Regions from separate parts of the Mus musculus genome. Here region 1 is linked to region 2. A link is a contact called in public promoter capture Hi-C data. All regions are on one chromosome and are shown on one strand. The core of a region is the stretch at or near the end of the contact, and the rest is flanking DNA. Distances in the headings are between cores, read along the strand shown.

Region 1 (3,947 bases), core at 1,259-3,758, 460 kb before region 2:
AAGGCCCCTTCCAATGTTACTGGGAAGGAACTCTCTCAGATATTCTTCTGACAGAAAAGGGAACAAATGGGCCCCAGCAAGCCTCAAGTCTCTGTCCTGAAGCTCCACTCTGGTAGTTTGTTTTGCATGGTATTTTTAATTAATGTATTTAGTTAGTCACATTTCTTCTGTAACATCCATGAGAAACCTTATGCACGTGGGGTTTTATTTAGCTATAACAAAAAATATAATTATGTCACTTGTAGGAAAATAGATGGAACTAGACTTCATGATGTTAAGTGAAATAAACAAGACTTGCTCACCAAAAACACCAACCAAAGAGTACACATGGAGGGACTTATGGCTCCAGCTGATTAAGTAGCAGAGGATGGCCTTATCTGGCATCAATGGGAGGGGAGGCCCTTGGTCCTGTAGAGACTCAATGCCCCAAGTAGGGGAAGGCTAGGACGGTGAGGTGGGGGAGCACTCTCATAGAAGCTGGGGGAGAGAAATTGGATAGGGGGTTTGCGGAGGGAAAACTGGGGAGGGGGATAACATGTGAAATGTAAATAAATAAAATAAGCAATGAAAAATAAATAAAAATAAGAAAATCTTCTAAAAAAATAAAAACAAATGGTTTGCTATATCTTTCCCCCTAAAAAAAAAAAAAAAAGACTTACCCCCTGCAAATTCTTTTTCTCTCATAAGTAGAATATATACAAATACATATATGTGTGTCTACATGTGTAATAAGGGCAATGAGAGAGGAGGGGGACTAAGGGAAGGGAAGAGGGGGGAACCAAGAAAGGATAAGGAAGAGTGTACACAAAATATTGCATATTTTCTCTCATACATTGAGAGCCCCTGGCCTACCCCTTCCAACTGCACACTAGAGTTCAGCCTCAACCGCAGAGACCCTGTGGAGATGCAGACCCTTGAGGAAAGGCAGTGCCATGAGTAAGGCCGATCCCTCAGGAGAAACCCCTGCTCTTCTGGGCATCTGCACCCCACAGTTCTATGACCAGTGGTCCCATAACCCCAACTGGTGCCTGTGAGCAAATCCCTTGGGTTCTGACAGCAGGAGTGGGACATTTCAGGTAGGACATCTCTTTTCAAGCTCTTTTGGTCTTCATTAGAAACAAATGGCAAAAGGGAAGAAACTGGATTTCGTTTCCCGTCTGTCCAGGCTCTCCCGGGGTTTTAGGCAGCCAGCTCTGCAGAATCTGTAGCCATCCCTTATTTGCCTTGGAGCCATTGACTTCAGCCTTCCAAGTAGCAGCCTCACTCTCCTCCAGGAGATGTCAGCTGTATTTATTCTCTTTTCCTTACTTACTTATGATTATTTAAGAAAGAATTATGTAATATGAACTGAAGCACCAGGGGCAGTTAAAAGTAAAACTTCAGTGAGTTTTATTTCCGCATGCGGTGATATCTGTCCAGTTCAAAATACACAGCTCGATGGAATTAATGTATTTGCATTTATGTCACTACCACCACAATCAATTTTACATTTTCATCACTAAAAAGAAACCCAACCCCATTAGCAGTGACTCTCAAGGGAGGTTTGAAAAAATGGCTCCATGTGTTTCTTGAGCAATCTCTGCCCATCTTTTGTTCTTTCCTGGGCTTAACTATTCATTCACTATCTTCCAGCTGAGCTGGGCCTACAATGGTCTCTCTGTAAAGACTTAATTAATTGATGGCAGTTGGGTTTTCTTCCCTAGGGAGCTCTAACCCTATATTGTTCTTGGTAAATTTGATTTTTGAATTTCTCCTGTCTTTTCCCTGGAGACTTGTGAATGGCTTGTTCCTAGGAAATTGCAGGATGATGTGAATCATCTTTTCAAGAATTTACAATTTAAATCACACTCTTATACACACAATTCTATTTTATCCTCCTAAACACCAGTTAAACATAAAAACAGCAATGTCTATAAAGTGCTTTTTCTGCCCAGTAGTCCTAAGTGCTTCTCATATTTGCAAAAATTAATCTAATACTCTTGTAGTCAAATGGATCCCCAAATTGAATATGCTAAGATGTATGCAACAATGTGATAGTGTGGAGATGCAGTCCCTTTAGGAGGTGATTAAACCAGGAGAGATTATTGTCATACGCATGGGCTTCCACAGCAAATCCATCCCTTCCATCTCTCCCACCCCGTGGGAACTCAGCAAGAAGACCCTCGTCCAGTGTAAGGTGGGCTTTCATATTTGGATCTCCCCATCTCTAGAACTCTAAGAAAAAACTGTGTTATTTTAAGTCACTCAGTAGTTTGGTACAGCATGCCTAAAACTTCTTGTCATCAAATATATCCTATGATACTCAGAGTGTCAAGAAAAGCCCCTCAAATGTTAACAGGTGTGATTGTATTGGGGAGGGGATAAGTATTTTTCAAGTCAGTTTCCAAGGCCAGTTTTCCCTGATTGCCCTTCATAGTCTCTCTTCTTTTCTCTCTCTGTCTGTCCTCTCCCAAGCATGGAATGCAGCACATGGATTTAATAACCACAGCAGTGATTTGAATGTGTGCTCAGCTAATCAGAAAGAGCGGTGGCAAGCCCAAGAATTCATTTCGGTTGTATATCATTTTAAAAGAGTTGACACACATGTCCTTTTGAGAGAAAATAATGAAAAATTTCAAAAGTGAAAGCCAGTTCTGGCCTGCCAACTGTGATGACTGGTTACACAGAAGAGGGCTGTGGAATTCTGAGGCCATTTGGGTTTTGTTAAGTTTGCTGAAACACTGTCAAGTCTGATCGCTGCCACGTTCAACAGTTTAATGACTTTTGGATAAGCCTTCAGAGGTAAATGGTTAAATCACCAAATGCTCCATAAAATAATTATGCAAACAATTTTCTGGCTAATTATCTAACATGAGCAGAAGCACACAGCTGCTGAGATACATAATTGCTCTTTCTTCGGAGCTGGCTACTGTATTTATATAACTCCTTTACTGATCTCAGTGTAGTTTGGTGGAGAGCATTTACATAATATCCCGTGAAGTGAAGGAGTTAAAGACACAGCTCTGGCCCCAGCTGCTAGATAACAACAGTGACTTACTTGATATATATATATTTAAGGCAATCAAGTTACAATCTTGAAATCTATGTATATCTGTATGGCATATGTAAGTCCTTAGGGGTTATATTTAGATGAAGTTGGGGCCGAGGTAAATTTGCACTGTTATCTATATAATGTACATGTGGAGAAACAAGCATGTAATTGGACACTTCACACACTGAACTCCTTCAGGCAATAGGTAGAGTAAGAAATAGAATATTACCAGAACCTCAAAATGTTCCCTTGTCTCCCTTCCAGCTTCGACTCCTTCTAAAGAGAGATAGTATCTTAATTTCTATCAGACTAACTTTGCCTGTGTTGTTCTGAGTTTGAATGTGATCATAGAGTATGGGTTCCTTTTCTGTCTCTGCTTTCTTTGATCATGTCTGTATGTTTCACCTCCCCATAATTTTCTCACTCTCACTGGTAATATGATATGGAGTTGTTCAAGCTAAATATATATTGCTTTTCATTTTACTATCGAGGGAGCTTTGAAAAGTTTCTGGGTTAGCAATATTATGTATGGATAGTGTTGTTCATGTCCTTTAGCAAACATATGTTCACATTTCACTTGGCTCTATGACCAAAAGTTCTCTCTCTCTCTCTCTCTCTCTCTCTCTCTCTCTCTCTCTGTATGTGTGTGTGTGTCTCTCTCTCTGCCATGTGTGTATGTATATGTGTGTATGTGTGTGAGTGTGCATATGTGTTTCACTTTATTAGATACTGTCAAACAGTTTTCCCAAAATTCATACTCCCATCAGTACTGGAGGAAAGGCCAGATGAATGTTTGAAGCCTTCTAACTGATGCATGCTAACATTTAAAGGATACTGCCAGCAGTTTAAGCAAGTAAGTAAGTAAGTAAGTAAGTAAGTAAGTAAGTAAGTAAGTAAGGGGCAGTGGTTTTAAAGA
Region 2 (3,599 bases), core at 285-2,784:
TCAACATATAAAGTTGAACTGAGCATCCATGCAGCACCCAAAGTAGCGCTCCTCTGATTAATGTCATTGTGGTAAGCACCCCCAGGAGGGTTTTACATTCTCTCTCTTCCTTACCAAATCAACTTCACTCAAAACAGCAACAAAGCAATCTTGTTCCTGCCTATTTTAGTCTCAGTGTCCTTGCTGTCTTTTCATTATTTTTAACTGACATAACAAATAATGGAATCTGTATCTATCTTCCCAAAGTCCCTCTTTTACTTTCATGTCACACACATGAGTGTGTGTGTGTGTATTCTCCATTAGAAGCATGTCCTATTGTTTTTCCTCATAATTCTCATATTCCCATCACCTTCTCAGTAGATGCTCTCTCCCCTCAGCACTTACTACTACTATCTTATCAAACTCAAAGCTCACATATGAGCGCACTCGCAGGCGGGAAAGCACGTGCACTTTTCTGAGTTAAATTGTCTTTTCTTTCAGAAAAGAAAAAGGGTCATTTTCATGAACCCAAGTTGTATTTGCAAGTCATTGTATAAACACAATGTCCTTTTAAAAACAGATTGTTGAGCTGAATTTGTAACCTCTGGCAAATTAACTATCCCAAGACAAATTTTAAAAAAAGCAAATATCGAATAATTGCCTTCAATCTTCCTCTAAAATAAACCATTTTCTTAAGCTTCGTTAAATTTCATGAATATCACCAACATCTTGGTGACTGTAACTACCGAGGTTCAAGATGGAAGATTTATGTCCCTGTCCCTTCCCGTCCCCTCCACCCCACCCCATCCCACAGCTGGAAAGCTAACAGGTGTTTAAAGAAAACTGCTAATCTTTGGGAATTCCACAATCCCGCTACTCTTTTGACACAGCATTTAAGTGTACAGGGTTGTTTTGTTTTGTTTTGAACAGAACTACATATCGATGTCGACTTTGTCATAAGAGACTTTAGATCTCTCCAGAAAAGGTAAAAACCGATGTTTCTACCACCACACCACTAATTTGGAAAAGAAAAAGGCAAAAATATCGCCAGTGTAGTAGAGAATAAAGAAGTCCAGGTCAAATCATTTTTGTGAGATGCACGACCTCTCGCAAACTAAACATTTCTCAGTCATAATAAAAAGAAAACGGCAACGCATGGGGGGAAGGTAGCGGAATCGCAAACGCACTTTAATACCAGAACCCCACGTTACACATACATTATTTCGTAATGCCCTATATATACAACAACCTAAGGGTGGGCACTGTCCCTAAAGTTACAAATTCCGAGCCAATGCCGAGCTCTTTGCTGTACGAAGTGTGGAGGGCTTGATGAGTCTAAACTCAGAACCGCCGTAATCCCACATCGAAGGCTCGCCTTCCCTCGGGCAGTTCTGCAATGGCCTTTAGCCATTCATCGCCCTGTCTAGCAGAGACTCGCAAGCCGCTCGCAAAGGCTCCAGCAGCTCCCCAGCCCCAGCCCGCACACTGCATCCGCGCTCCTACCAACGCTCCCGGTAGACACCTTTCACTTCCGCCTCTGGACGCCCGGGAGGGAGCGGAGTGCGGAAGTAACGGCTGACTTCCGGCCTCGGCCTGGCGCAGAGGTGACGTCACTAGCCCGGCGCGCTGTGCCTAAATCCTCGGCCGCCTGACCGCGGGAGCCCAGCAGGGGGCGGCTGAGACTGTGGCTGCGGGGACTCTGGGCTCTGGGCTGGTTCGAGACCACAGGGCGGCGCCAAGGCTTCCCTCTGGCTGGGGCTGAGATTCTGCCTGCACCAAAGAACAGGTTCGGTTTGATCTCTTTCTTTTAGGTTGCTTTATAGACCTTGGGGGTCTTTGTTTGTTTGGTAGGTTGGTTGGGTTTTTTTTCCCCCAAATTCTTCTGCATTTTTCTGTTTGGTTTGGTGTTTGTAAGAATAAAGATTTCTATTTGGGAATTTAAATTATTAATAATCAGTTTACTCAGAAAGTGAAACTACTGATCACAGCTTATTCCTTGCCTGGGATTACTCAGTAGCTATTTACGGTGCACGTGTGGCTTGCGGAAAGCAAGACAACCTCGGCCTTCTGGACCGTAACTCCCATGGTCTCGCTTCTGCCAGAATATTCTCTCCTCAGCATGCCCCATGGATTTTCATTTATGAACACCAGGAGATGGCTTTAGTCCTCTTGAAAGTGATATCAATGAGGAAAAGGTGCAGCTGAGATATTGGAGAGGTTGGGAAGACGAAGGGCAGGGAGGGAAAGATGAGGGGCAAAGAAGAGAAAAAGAGAACTAGGAGCAGTGTGGTAGACAATGTTTCCCAAGAGGCTGTTCTGGGGTTCTCATCTTCCTTGAGGGATGTTGTTGTTGTTGTTGTTGTTGTTGAGACAACTTTGTATCAAAGTTGTGCTGCTATGCAAATCTCTCTCCTTTGCCATTTCGTTTTGAAAGGATAGTGACATGTGATGATGCTTGTGATTTTAGATGACCTCACTTGGAAGGAGGAGAGTAGGGAAGTCTACATCAAGATAAACCCCTCCCTAAAATTAGACTTAAAACCCTCAGGACTTAGACTCAATGTGTAGATCAAATGCCATGTCTGTGCTATCTTCAGAATTGTCCCTGTCCTCTTTTAACCAAAGATTGATAATAATGATATAACTAGTAATATTGATTATTGTGCCTTTATGTCTGCCTCACTAGCTTTTCCTTGTTTGAGTCTCAACAAACTCAATTAGAGTGAGAAAGGAATTAGCCCTCCATTCCTCTAAGAGAACCCACGGGTAAAATACCACCATCCATAGATTCCAGGATTCAATAAACAAATGTCCTTTCTACATCCTTGTCAATTACACAAATCTACATCTTCCTGTAATTACACTCAGGGTCTGTAGAGGGATTTTAATGTAACAACATGGCTACTCTAGCTATAATACAGACATGCCTTAGCACATTCCTTTAATCCCTCTGGCTGGAATACAAAGATGCCCTTATTCTACACCATTAACCCAAGAGAATGAAGGTAAAGTTAGTTTGTAGAAGGAAGTACCCATGTTTGAAAGGGGTATCTAATTAACTGGGAAACAAAGTGATGAACCAGAGAAAGATTTGACAGAATAGTATATGCCTAGATCTCATGAGAATAGAGAGATGACTTAAAGGGGGAGGCAGTTTTACTGGGAGAGTTTTACAGAGACAGGTTGAAGAGGAAACAAGCTAGACACAAGTGAAGACTGAATGAGCCAGTGAATGAGAAGGAGCCAGAAGATCAGAACGGATTGCTAGAATTAGTTTGAGACCAAGCAGAGCAATTCAGTCAGAAGTGGAAAAAAGCCAGATTAAATCAGTCAGCTTAGAAAAGTGTTTGAGCCAGAACAGCAGCTTTAAATCAGCTTGCCAGAGTTCCGAAAGTGCCAGAAAGGGTGAGCTTATTCAGCAGGAAGTCTCAGAGGCTGAAAGCATTCTAGACCTAGATTAGATTGTACAGACAAAAGTTTGCAGGAGACAGCCCTTAGCAGATGGAGGCAGTAAGCCTCCAGAGGACAGTCATATCAGGTGAATACAGAAGTCATTGTCTTACATAGGGTTACTACTGTTGTGATGAGACACTGTAACCAAAGCAACCTGAGGAGGAAAG

The links. Promoter capture Hi-C pulls out the DNA fragments that hold promoters and counts their contacts.
Region 1: a contact with region 2 is called in a promoter capture Hi-C map of the 3T3-L1 cell line, with 18 times the contacts expected there. The contact joins the enhancer-like site here to the promoter of Mterf1b in region 2. A contact is called at or near these places in 6 of 39 promoter capture datasets (the 3T3-L1 cell line, the SN4741 cell line, cranial neural crest and 2 more) and 1 of 9 other capture datasets (embryonic stem cells).

The regions. Positions count from the first base shown.
Region 1 is chr5:4,649,037-4,652,983 of GRCm38.p6, reverse strand. No RefSeq gene overlaps it. Among named protein-coding and RNA genes, the nearest start is that of Fzd1, 110 kb to the left of the region's middle. Within about 2 kb of position 2,508, at least 42 of the 459 cell types and tissues checked have an H3K27ac peak or open chromatin away from gene starts, as enhancers often do.
Region 2 is chr5:4,190,302-4,193,900 of GRCm38.p6, reverse strand. Mterf1b (mitochondrial transcription termination factor 1b) reads right to left here and starts at 1,534. Exons shown (of 2, transcript NM_001042670.1): 1 at 1,483-1,534.